Linked DNA regions of Sus scrofa: region 1 is linked to region 2. A link is a contact called in public promoter capture Hi-C data. All regions are on one chromosome and are shown on one strand. Each heading gives the region's core, a stretch centred on a gene start, on an enhancer-like site or on the middle of the called end of the contact. The rest is flanking DNA. Distances are from core to core; before and after follow the strand shown. Region 1 holds the start of CDK2AP1 (cyclin dependent kinase 2 associated protein 1). Region 2 holds the start of EIF2B1 (translation initiation factor eIF-2B subunit alpha).

Evidence for each region. Promoter capture Hi-C pulls out the DNA fragments that hold promoters and counts their contacts.
Region 1: a promoter capture Hi-C map of liver shows a contact between it and region 2, with 5 times the contacts expected there. The contact joins the promoter of CDK2AP1 here to the promoter of EIF2B1 in region 2. A contact is called at or near these places in 2 of 5 promoter capture datasets (fetal liver and liver) and 1 of 2 datasets of contacts at active chromatin or transcription factors (alveolar macrophages).

What each region holds. Positions count from the first base shown.
Region 1 is chr14:29,629,419-29,635,045 of Sscrofa11.1, forward strand. CDK2AP1 (cyclin dependent kinase 2 associated protein 1) reads left to right here and starts at 1,666. Exons shown (of 4, transcript NM_001190166.1): 1 at 1,666-1,975. The coding sequence starts at 1,921.
Region 2 is chr14:29,351,187-29,356,846 of Sscrofa11.1, forward strand. EIF2B1 (translation initiation factor eIF-2B subunit alpha) reads left to right here and starts at 4,311. Exons shown (of 9, transcript XM_005670583.3): 1 at 4,311-4,474. The coding sequence starts at 4,462. It overlaps GTF2H3 (general transcription factor IIH subunit 3), which reads right to left and starts at 4,279. Exons shown (of 13, transcript XM_021072258.1): 1 at 4,171-4,279; 2 at 1,611-1,690; 3 at 85-191. The coding sequence starts at 4,183.

The DNA.
Region 1 (5,627 bases), core at 416-2,915, 280 kb after region 2:
CTTTTAAATTATTTGCGTGGCCTGCAATACTTTTCTTTTAGACAATGCTACTCTAGAGTACTGGTCCTCTAGAGGCAGGGTAGCAAAAGGGTGATATTAATTTATTCGTGAAAAAAATTTCACTGAGCATTCTTAAAAAAAAACGTGTTTTTTTTTTTTTTTTTTTTGTCTTTGTCTTTTTCGGGCTGTACCCGTAGCATATAGAAATTTTCAGGCTAAGGGGTTGAATCAGAGCTATAGCTGCCAGCCTATGCCATAGCCACAGCAGCTCAGGATCTGAGCCGAGTCTGTGACCTACACTACAGCTCACGGCAATGCTAGATCCTTAACCCACTGAGCAAGGCCAGGGATCGAACCTGCATCCTTATAGATACTAGTCGGGTTTGTTGCCGCTGAGCCATGATGGGAACACCTAAAAAATTTTTTTTTATTATAGTTGATTTACAATGTTCTTGTCAATGTCTGCTGTACAGCAAAGAGCTCAGTCATTCATACATATATACATACATACACACATATATATATATACTTACACACACTTCTCACATTATCTTCCATTATGTTCTATCACAAGCGATTGGATATAGTCCCCGGTGCCTAACAGCAGAATCACTGAACATTCTTGGCTGAACCAGCCTAAAGCTTATCACAAGGGGTGCTGAGAAGGGAGTGTCACCTGTACCTTCATTCCTAAAGGGATGGAGGGAAGGCATGGATGGTGTCCCTTTGCTTTCAGGCAAAAAGGTTGATGCCTTCCTCAGTAGATCCGGATGTATCTGAATGTCTGTGGCTAATCAAAAAAATTCGGCAAAGCATGGCGATTACAAAGGGCAGAAAAGGGTGGGCATCTCTTGTATTTTGACAAGATTTACTATTCAAGCAGAACTCCAAGAAATAATACCTTCAAAAGCTTCATCACCTAATGCAAAATACATTTGGTGATTGTGTTTCAGTCAGATCTGAGAAGTGGGCTGGGGTGGGGGTAGAGGAGAGTCAAAAATTGCAAAAAAATTCTCCAGGAGAGAAGAAACTTTGTCAAGTTTATTCTGTATCTTTAGCACCTGGAACAGTGCACCGCACACAGTAGGCGCTTCTTAAGTATCTGAATGTGTTAAGATGCAAAATTGTGTGAATGTTCGGGTGTATTTTCCAGGGGAGGAGGCTGCTGGCTTTTGTACAGTCTCAAAGGTGTCTAGGCCCCTAAAGGGTTAAAACCACTTAATACCGACAGGGACGTGAAATTTATTTGAAATCAATGTCAAAAATTGGTTGTTCTTACTCTGGGGTGTAGCCAGACCTTGGCGTCTGGAAAGATCTACGCGCTTAAAAATACCACTCGCCACCATTTTCTCCAGGTAATTTTCCATCCCTGCCCCCACAGTCCAGGGGGAAAAAAGTAATTCTGCAATCCTACCTAGCTATTAAAAAAATTAATCGGTAAAAGAACAAATCTTCAGGCGCCGCCTGCGTAGAAGAAGAAAGGGACCCACGCGGGCCTCGGGCGCCGCCGGGACCCCAGCCCCCCAAACTTTGCCAAGTTGCGGGCGCCGAGCGCGCCCGGAGGCGCGGGGCGCGGCAGCGGGCGGAGCCGCCCCCTGACGCCGGGCCGCGGCGCGCCGGGCCGCCCCCTCCCGGCCCGGGCCGGCCCCGCTGGCTCCGCTCAAAGTTTGCGGCCGCCCCTGCGCCCGCGCGCCCGCCCGATGTATGGGTGATATACTGCAGCGGGTGTCAGGGTGAGGGACGGCCATATTTGCCGGTGCGGCCCGAGCCGTCAACAACAAAAAGTGCGCGGGAGCTCGGCGGGCGCACGGACGGGCGCACGGACGCCGGGGCCGCCTCGCCGCCGTCCGGCCTCGCCGCCGCCGTCGCCCTCGCGGGCCTGGCCCCGCTGCGCCCCGGCGCGCCCCGCCGCTCGGGGGGATGTCTTACAAACCGAACTTGACCGCGCACATGCCCGCCGCCTCCCTCAACGCCGGTAAGTGAGTGCGCCCTGCGGGCCGCGTGCGCCGCGCCCCAAGTGCGGCCAAGTTGAGGGCCCGCGCGCCCGGCCCCGGCCCCGGCTCCCGGGGACCCGCGGCGGCCGGGGGTGGCAGGCACCGGGTCCCGGCCCGGGGCAGCGGGGCCGCCGCCGCCGCCGCCATGATTCTGGCGCCCACGCCGCCAAAGTTCGCTGGTGCGCCCTGTGCCGCGCCGGGCCTCGGGCCGGGCCGGGGCCCGGGGCGCTGGCTGCCGCCGCGGTCCCCCCCACGCCGGCGGCTGAGGGCTCGCGGGGAGCGCGGCGAGCGAGGGCGGGGGAGGCTTTCTCGGCTCCGTTTTCCTCCGGCTTTTGGGCGGCTCGGCGAGGGCCCCTGCCGGCGGGAGTCGGGAGCGGCCGGGCCGCGCGGGGAGCGGGGCTCCGGGAGCGGGGCGCGGGCCGCCCTTGGGGAGCGGGGGTCAAGCCCGGGCGGGGGCCGAGACTGCTGCGTGCACGTGAGCAAGGTTAGGCCACGCGCGGCAGCGCTGCGGGGTGGCGAGCGTGCCAAGTGCAGCCCGCCCTGAGGGCCCGGGGCCGCTGGGGTCACCGGCGGTGCAGGGGACATCATCGGTGGCGGCTCGGCCTGGCGCGTGGGAGCGGGGTGCCCAAAATGGGGCTCGCGGCAAGGTCCCCTCAGGCGTGTGCGGCAGAATGAGCGAAGTTGAAGACCCGGGGTTTCGGAGTGCCTGCAGGCGGAGGGTGGGGGCGGCATTTCGGCCTGGGGCCCGCATTTCGGGGCCCCGCATCTTGAGCCCCCAACTCTGGGTTTGGAAGGTCCCCTCCCGCAGAAGCCTAGGGGCCGTCCTCTCCCTTCCTTGGGGCTGGAACTGGACGGTCCCAGGAAACTCCTCCAGAAGTTGTCAGGCAGCTTTAGGCTGTGTCCAGGGTCTCCTCCCAAGGACGAAAGGCACCGGGGGGAGGGGAGGGTAAAATTGTGGGGTTCGGGGGTGATTTGCTCTTTCCCTTCACTATAGCCCTTCTCCTTTGGACTCTTGGTGGGAAACAAACTTCCAAAAAGCTAGGCGCGTGGGGGCGTGGGGGGGTGTGATTGGCGGGGAGGAGACTGGCGTCTCTGGTCCGAAATGCCACGCTGGCAGTTGTCCGAAAGTTTTGAGCCTTGTCTCCAAATGGTTGACTCCATAACTCCAAAAATCCTATAGGGGACCCAGAAAAGCAATGCATGTAAATAAATAAATATTTATTTATTTTTTAACTTCTTAGACACAGATTGGGGAGTGGAAAGGGTTAAGATTCAGGATGTGATTGGGTGGGGGATAGCTAAGTTGGTCAAATGTGGGCTCTAAGCCTCAAGAGCAAACAGCCACTATTTTCTCTTCAAATGTTCTCACCTCTTCTGGGGTCTGCAAACCTTATAAAGACAAGCTTTGCTGCCTGTAGTATTTCTCACTGCCTCCTTCATCTGACTGTGGTAAGGATGGAGGGTCTTGCTGCTGCCTGTACAGGTGGGATATCTCAGGCCTGCCCTGGTACAGCTGAGGCAGGGACCCTAAACTGGGACCTTTGGGGACTGGGGTCACGGTGGCAGAGGCAGCCACTCAGCACCCCTGAAGTCCTGTTCTGGGCTGGCTAGCACCTGTGCACAGATTTTCTTCTTTCTCCTCTGGTGAACTCCAGGAGGAGTGCTGAGGTCCCCAGATCTGTGGCAGGCTGCTCCCCTCCCTGTGGACCCCTTTGGAAAGCCCGATCTCCCCCTGCCATTTGCATCCAAGATGGACTCTCCGCTGCCGCTCCTCCGGCTTCCTTGTCATCATCCCTCACGCCCTCCAGCCCTGCCTCCTGCTCGCGAGTTGCCAAGCCGCGGCCTGGCCGGCAGTGGCAGTGGCTGAGTTAGACAAAGCCCCTGCCTCCCCGCCAGAGAGCCCCCCCAGGCGCCCCAAGTGGCGGGAAGGCCGCCAGCTCCCCAGGCCCAGGCTGCTCTTTGTCTGGCGTGGGGGTGGGGAGCCGCGCCTGGCCCCAGGAGCTGCTGGCCTCTGCCAATCCCTCCCTCAGCTCTGGGCCCTCCCTGGTCCCCCGCACACTGCGCACATTGTCTGCGATGCTCCGAGACGGCCGGCCAGCCGTGCTCACGCCCAGTCTGGTTTTCTCCGTGGCCTTCGGCAGCCGCTGGCCCTCCCTGTATCTGCGGGAAGGAGTGGGCATGAGTGGAACTCAGGGCCCTTCTGCAAACTCTCCCTAGGGCCACAGATACCCTCCCCGCCAACAGCAAGTGAGGCCACTGATTCGGGGTCCCTACCACATCACCCAGGGCAAGTCAAGCCCTGGGCTGTTTCCCATCTCCCCCTCCCTCCACACCCCTAACCAAAACGTGGGGGCTCTCCTTCCTCCCTCTTCCCAGAGCTCCCCTAAGACCTAACCCCAGCATTGCGGAGGAGTAGGAGCTAGAGCCTTTAGACATTCTGTTAGGAACCATTGCCTCAAACTGACGGATAAACTGAGGCCCAGAGAGGGAAGGGCCTTGCCTTAAGTCACACAGCTGAACTGGCTCCTAGTCCAGGCCCTTGCCTGTAGGAGAGAAGGTGGGGTCAGGGAGGCAAGAAATGCAAAACAGCAATAAGAGGAGGAGGACAGGTGTCCAGCTCACCTCCTGCCAGGGAGTTGGAATCTTCTAGATGCCTCAAAGTGCTGAACAGTGCAGTTCACCCCCCACCCCTCGCCCCCAGTCTTGGCATTTAGCATCCTGGCCTTACAGAATGGTGTAATACCTTGTAGTGGCCAGGACTTGAACCTGGGCCTGGGATGGCGAAGCCTGAGCTACCCAGACCGCACTCACCACCCACATCAGAAGATCAGGAAATTGGGGTTTGGTTGATGTGGTGAGGAGACCTGGGGTGTGGGGGACACCCGCCCTGCCACACCTTCTTGTGTTCTGGACACTGCACACTCACAGTTGCCTCAGACAGAGGTCCCACATGTGCTCACGTGCTTGTAGTTCCATACCACAGGTGTTTCAGCATCGCTGCTCTAGAGGTGTGGCAGTGAGGCTCCGAGCAGCACAGCGCTGTGCCCAGTCTGCAGCCTAGAGGTGGCAGAATCCATGTTTCCTGACTGCACATCTTGTGCTTGAGCATAAATCCGGGCCCCAGTGGAAAAATTCCAGGGCAGGCTTGAGATTGGGTATGGGGCTGTCCCCAGCTTCTGGACAGAGGGACAGGTAGCCGCTTCTGCACTGTGTGGCCTGGGGCAGTGCCCACCCTCTCTGGTCTGTGTTGCTCTCTCTCCAGGGAGGGGCTCCAGGGCTCCTTCCAGTTCTATCAGCCTGAGCTCCTGACTTCCTTCCTCCCTGCCCCTCCCCTTGCCCACACCAGATGAGCAGCTGGTCGGTTTGGCCGGCCTGGCACCAGCTGTCCATCCCCGGGGCCAAGTCTGCAGAGCCTGCTGTGTGCGTGAGAGAGGGACCGTTTGGCTCTGGGGGCGGCAGGCAGAGGGGAAGCTGCTCCCCGGCCAGGCGTGGAGGCAGGCGGGCAGCTGCTGAGGAGGGCTAGGTAAATTCTCCATGGTTACCGCTGTTTGTAATTCTGCAGGACATCCTTTACCCGCTAATGGCCACTCGGACGCCATTACGGGTCTGCATGCTTCCAGCTACTGAGCTGGA
Region 2 (5,660 bases), core at 3,061-5,560:
CCTGGATACCTCCATATGCCTTGGGTGCGGCCCTAAAAAGACAAAAAAAAAAAAAAAAAAAAAAAAGTATCATAATGATCATACCTTTCTTGAATGTGACTTGCTATGACAGCAAGTTTGTTGGAGCGATTCATGAATAAATGAGAATTTCCTAGCACCATCACTGCATCTATGCATTTTGATAAAGTAAACTGTTAAAAAATAGAAGACAAAAGAAAAGTAAATTAGTTATCCAAATAACTACTAGGTCCTCCAATGAATAAGATTTCATTTAAATTTCAGATAATTACTCTCTGCTAAAAATTTTCTCAGGAATTCCCTTCTCCAAAGTCATAAACAAAAACACTTGAATCTACAGTCTTCTCATTTTACTTCTACATCAGCACAATATTCCACAAATATCTTCTGTGTAACATTCCAAAAATAGCATACATGTCACAATTTCAGTGATAAAATTATTAGCAAACTATTGCTACACATGGAATAGACAATTAATACATACTGATTAAATTGGCAGTTTGTCAAATTTTTCAATTCATTCATTCACTAAGTATGTCATGCTCTTATTATGTGCCAGGCAAAGACCCATTCTTCCATGGAGTTTACATCCTATTATATTAATATTACTAAAAACCATAGATGGATGCTTTTATAATCATAGAATAGTCTGTTTCTCTTAAAGAAAGAAATACTTCAAGCAGAAGATAAAACTCCGATAAATTTCACTCACTTTTTTAAATGTAAAACAAACCAATTAAAATTTCTATACAGCAAAAAGTAAATAAACAAAACTGAAAGGCAAATTACAAACTGGAGAAAAATAATTGCAACGTATGTCAGACAATGAGTTAACCTTTTAATACAAAGACTGTCCACAAATAATATAAAAAGAAAAAAGAAAAGGAATAGCCAAAGAGAAAAACGGGCAATGCAAAGAGCCATTAAACATACCAAAAGCATACTGAGATAACTTTTTCTGGACATTATACTGGCAAAAGATAAAATAAGGAAACAGGGCATCTTGTGTTGGCACATACACAAAAAAATCTCAGGTTTGATCCCTGGCCTGCCGATTTCCATGTGCTGCAAGCACAGCCTAAAAAAAGAAAAAAAAAAACCTCAACCTAACTTCATGGCTTAAAAATTAAGTCAAAATGGATTATAGATTAAAGTGTTAAACTTTTCACAGATGATAGAGGTGAAAATCTTCAAGATCTAGGGCTACATTAAGAGTTCTTAGGTGGAATTCCCACTGTGGGCAGTGGAAACGATTCCAACTACTATCCATGAGGAGGACTCGGGTTCCATCCCTGGCTTCACTCAGCGGGTTAAAGGATCTGGTGTTGCCACGAGTTGTGGTGTAGGTCACAGATGTGGCTTGGATCCTGTGTTGCTGTGGCTGTGGTGTAGGCTAGCAGCTGCAGCTTTGATTTGACCCCTTGCCTGGAAACCTCCATATGCTGTGGGGTTAGCCCTAAAAAGCAAAAATATATATACGCACATACACACACACACACACACATATAAACCCACATACATGTACATATATACACATACACACGCACATACTCAAGCAAACCAGAATTATCCAAAAATTTTCTCAATCTTACCTGAGATTCTTTTAATGCTTGCTTTCCCCACCAAATTGGGTTGGTATCAACTATGATTACTAGAAGATTCAATTCATCTTCTGAAAATATTAACAAAAAATAAAAAATATTAGTCTGATAAAAATGCAATAAAGCTAAGATTCTCAATTTGTAAATTAAATTCAGGGCAGGCACCACTACAAGCCTTTACATGTTTATCATCCTACAGTGAGATTAACAGAAGTCCAAGTTCTTTTAAAGAGTTAAAGGAGTTCCCGTCCTGGCACAGTGGTTAACGAATCCGACTAGGAACCATGAGGTTGCGGGTTCGGTCCCTGCCCTTGTTCAGTGGGTTAAAGGATCTGGCGTTGCCGTGAGCTGTGGTGTAGGTTGCAGACGCGGCTCGGATCCCACGTTGCTGTGGCTCTGGCGTAGGCTGGCGGCTACAGCTCCGACTCGACCCCTAGCCTGGGAACCTCCATCTGCTGCGGGAGCGGCCCAAGAAATGGCAAAAAGACAAAAATAAATAAAATTAATTAAAAAAAAAAAAAAAAAAGAGTTAAAGCTTGGAGTTCGTGGCCAAGAGGTTAAAGATTTGGTCTTGTCACTGCTGTGGCTCAGGTCACTGCTGTGGCGCAGCTTTTATTCCCATCCCAGGAACTTCCCCATGCTGCAAGTACAGTCAAAAGGAAAAAAAGTTAAAGCTCTGTGGTCCCTTAGCAAGCTCTTGCTTGCCTTCCGTACATCTACACCTTTCAGGCACTAGAATGTAAGCTCTGTGATGGGGATTTTTTGTCTGTTTTGTCACTGCTTATCCTCTGATCCCAGCACACTGCCTGGCCAGTGGTGGATGCTTAATAAATGCCCATTATATAAACCCGAAGATAAAATGCAGGACAGAGGCAATGATTAATCAGTAGTAAGATCTCTAGTAATAGAATTGCAGGTATGGGGCAGGAAAGGGTGGGAGGTTTCAAGGCAGAGAATCAATATAGCTTCAACTCCTTCAAATCACCTAGCAGCAAAGCCAATTATAATAATGTACCTATCTCTAAAAGGTGAAAACCAGAGGGAAAAGCAACTGCTATGTAAGAATTCCACTGTGAAAGGAATTAGGCTACACTCCAAAGTGACAGACATAGCTAATGAGGCTAATTTAACTCATTAATTCAGTTAAATATTTACACTAAGTACCAGTGTCAAGTGTTGGGGATACTGGGTCCCACTACCAAGGAGCCTACGTTATAACTGAGGTGACAGACATGAACCCTGCCAGCACACAATGGTAATTAAAAACCCAGGATGCTCACTTAACAGCAAAAAGCAAAAATGCCTTCCCTGTCCTCATACCGTCCTTCCTCCAGTTTCATCTCCTGATTAGGATAATCTCACCTCATCTTTTCTGCTTACATATTCAAATCATCTTTATTCCCCAAGGCCCCAAATCAATGCTATCTCTTTCTCCAGAAGCCCTCCCCAGATATTCCAACAGTTCCTGGCTCCCCCATCTCCAGAGAATGGAAATGCCAGCCCCTCTAATGAGGTTCCAGCACATGTAATCCTATCACTCCATCTCATGCTGACAACAATACAACGAGGGACTTATTGCTATCTTCCATCAATTATAAGATATACAACCTTTTTTTTTTTTTAACATTTGACAGTTGCTGAAATCAGCATGGTATCTTACTATCATGACTGACCACATTCTATTTTCTCTCTTAGTGGTATATAAAATAAAATAAAAGCACATTTCATAATCAATATCTTCTTAGACTCAATGAAACTTCTATTTTGCAAAAGAAAGTAACTTGATCTAAATCACACGGCCTTCCAGCAAGGAGCAGAGCCAATACCCAGCTCTGAAGACACATCCGCTGGACTCTTAAAGACCGTGGCTTTTCAATGCCCCCCTGCCTACTTCTGACCGCCCACAGCATTCCCCTCTTCTAATGACAGTACTCACTAGCTCATTTTACAGTTAGCTGTGTTTCTGATCTCTCTTCCCAACTCTGCCCTCCAAACCCTGGACTCCTTAACGAGGAATGTGTAAATCACACAACAAAGTGCCTAGCACAAAGCAGCACTTAATAACTCTCACAGGCCCTCATTCCTCTGACCATAAATCTTTGGCCTTAGTTCCCATCAAGCCCCATCCCACAATTCTCAGGGCCATACGTTCCTTGCTACTATCAAGCCTGGAAAAAAAAGAAATTGTTACCTGTCAGGAGAGATGTGTAGCTATACACATGGAATGTCCCTGTGAATTTCTTTCTTTGGGTCTCCACCTCCTTATTTGTAGACAGAGACCACACCAGGTCGGCCTCCCTCACAAGATTGTTATACTGATTAAAACACTTGAAGGATGCATGGACAACTGCTACGACCCCAGAGCATAAAGAAACGCCTGGAATACAAGAGGCGCTCCAAAAATATTTACTAAATGAATGAATGCATTCGCTACTTCTCTAAAGATCAAACAGGTTCCACCCAGCCCCTAAGATAAACTCCATTTGGTTGATGCTGGCCGGGCAAACTCTGCCCAGCCCAGGGGTCCGGGTCCCGCCAGCGCAGCCCTCACCGTCTGAGACCATGGCGGCCAGTGTCCCTCAGCGTATCGGCAGCTGCTGCCAGGCGAACCTCCCAGATTCCGCTTGCCCCAACTTCCGGCGCCACCGAGTGACGTAAAAAGAGTCTTGGCTCAGGCAGCAAGCCCTTATCCACGGCCCCGCCCTCATGGCGCCGGAAGTGGAGTGCGGCGCTGCACCGCGCACTGTCAGTTTCTGTGACTTGGGGTCCGCGCGGTCGCACGACACAGCAAGACATCGCGTGTGGTTCTCGGTCCTTTGCGCTCCGCGGTCCGGAGGGCACCATGGATGACAAGGGTAAATCGGAACGCGACGGGCCTGCTGGGCCAAAGCGGAGACGCGCAGGGATCCCTTCACCTCGCACACCCAGACTGAGTTCCGAGAGTGGTCACTTTTCGAGCTCTGGCTCTTTGGCTGGATGTAGTTCTTCTGGTCACAACTAGAACCCTCTCGCTGCTCCTGTATCCAGGGAATAGGTCCTGGGGGCATCCCTGGACACCCCCTCTCCCAGGCTTCCAGTGCCCTCTTCCGAAAAAGTGAGACTTCGGACGAAGTGTGCAGGTCTTCGAAGTCTTGATTTCCTCATATGTGAAGTATGAGTTAGACTCCCTGCCCTGTTGGATCTGGTACTAGAATCAAAAGGCGTTTCTGTGTTCATCTAGTGTGGTTATGAAAGTGTTTTATTAAGTGAATAAAAATAACTAATATATAGTACCTTTCATGTGAAAAAATTAGAGAAAGGTGGACCTTTGCATACACATGCACATACATATGTATGTAAGCGAATAGGCTTTACTTGGCATACACTATCTGGAGGGGTGCAGAAGAAATCGGTAAGGTGGTTGGTTCTGGGATTCTTTTTGCACTTGGGATCAAGAATAAGGGAGAGGAGTTCCCGTCGTGGCTCAGTGGTTAACGAATCCAACTGGGAACCATGAGGTTGCGGGTTCGATCCCTGGCCTCGCTTAGTGGGTTAAGCATCCTGCGTTGCCGGTGAGCTGTGGTGTAGGTCGCAGAGGAGGCTCCGATCCCGCGTTGCTGTGGCTGTGACATAGGCCGGCAGCTACAGCTCGGATTAGACCCATAACCTGGGAACCTCCATATGCGGAAGGTGCGGCCCTAGAAAAGACAAAAAAAAAAAAAAAAAAAAAAAGTAGAAAAAGGGAATTCCCTTGAAGTGCAGTGGGTTTAGGAACTGGTGTTGCTACAGCAGCTCCGGTCACTGCTGTGGCCGGGGTTGGATCCCTGGACTAGGAATTTCCACATGCTGCTGGCACATCCAAAAAAAAAGAAAGATTAAGGGGGAGAATGACCTTTCACTATCATTTGGTGGAGCTTAAATTTTATGCCATTGTACATGGATAGCTTTTTCAAAATGACTGAGAAAGCTTGCCAATAGTAAAGTGATGTCATCTCTAGTCCTATCAAAATTGATGTGCCCCTGAAGCCAAACACCCTGCAAAGAAAATATATACATTTATAT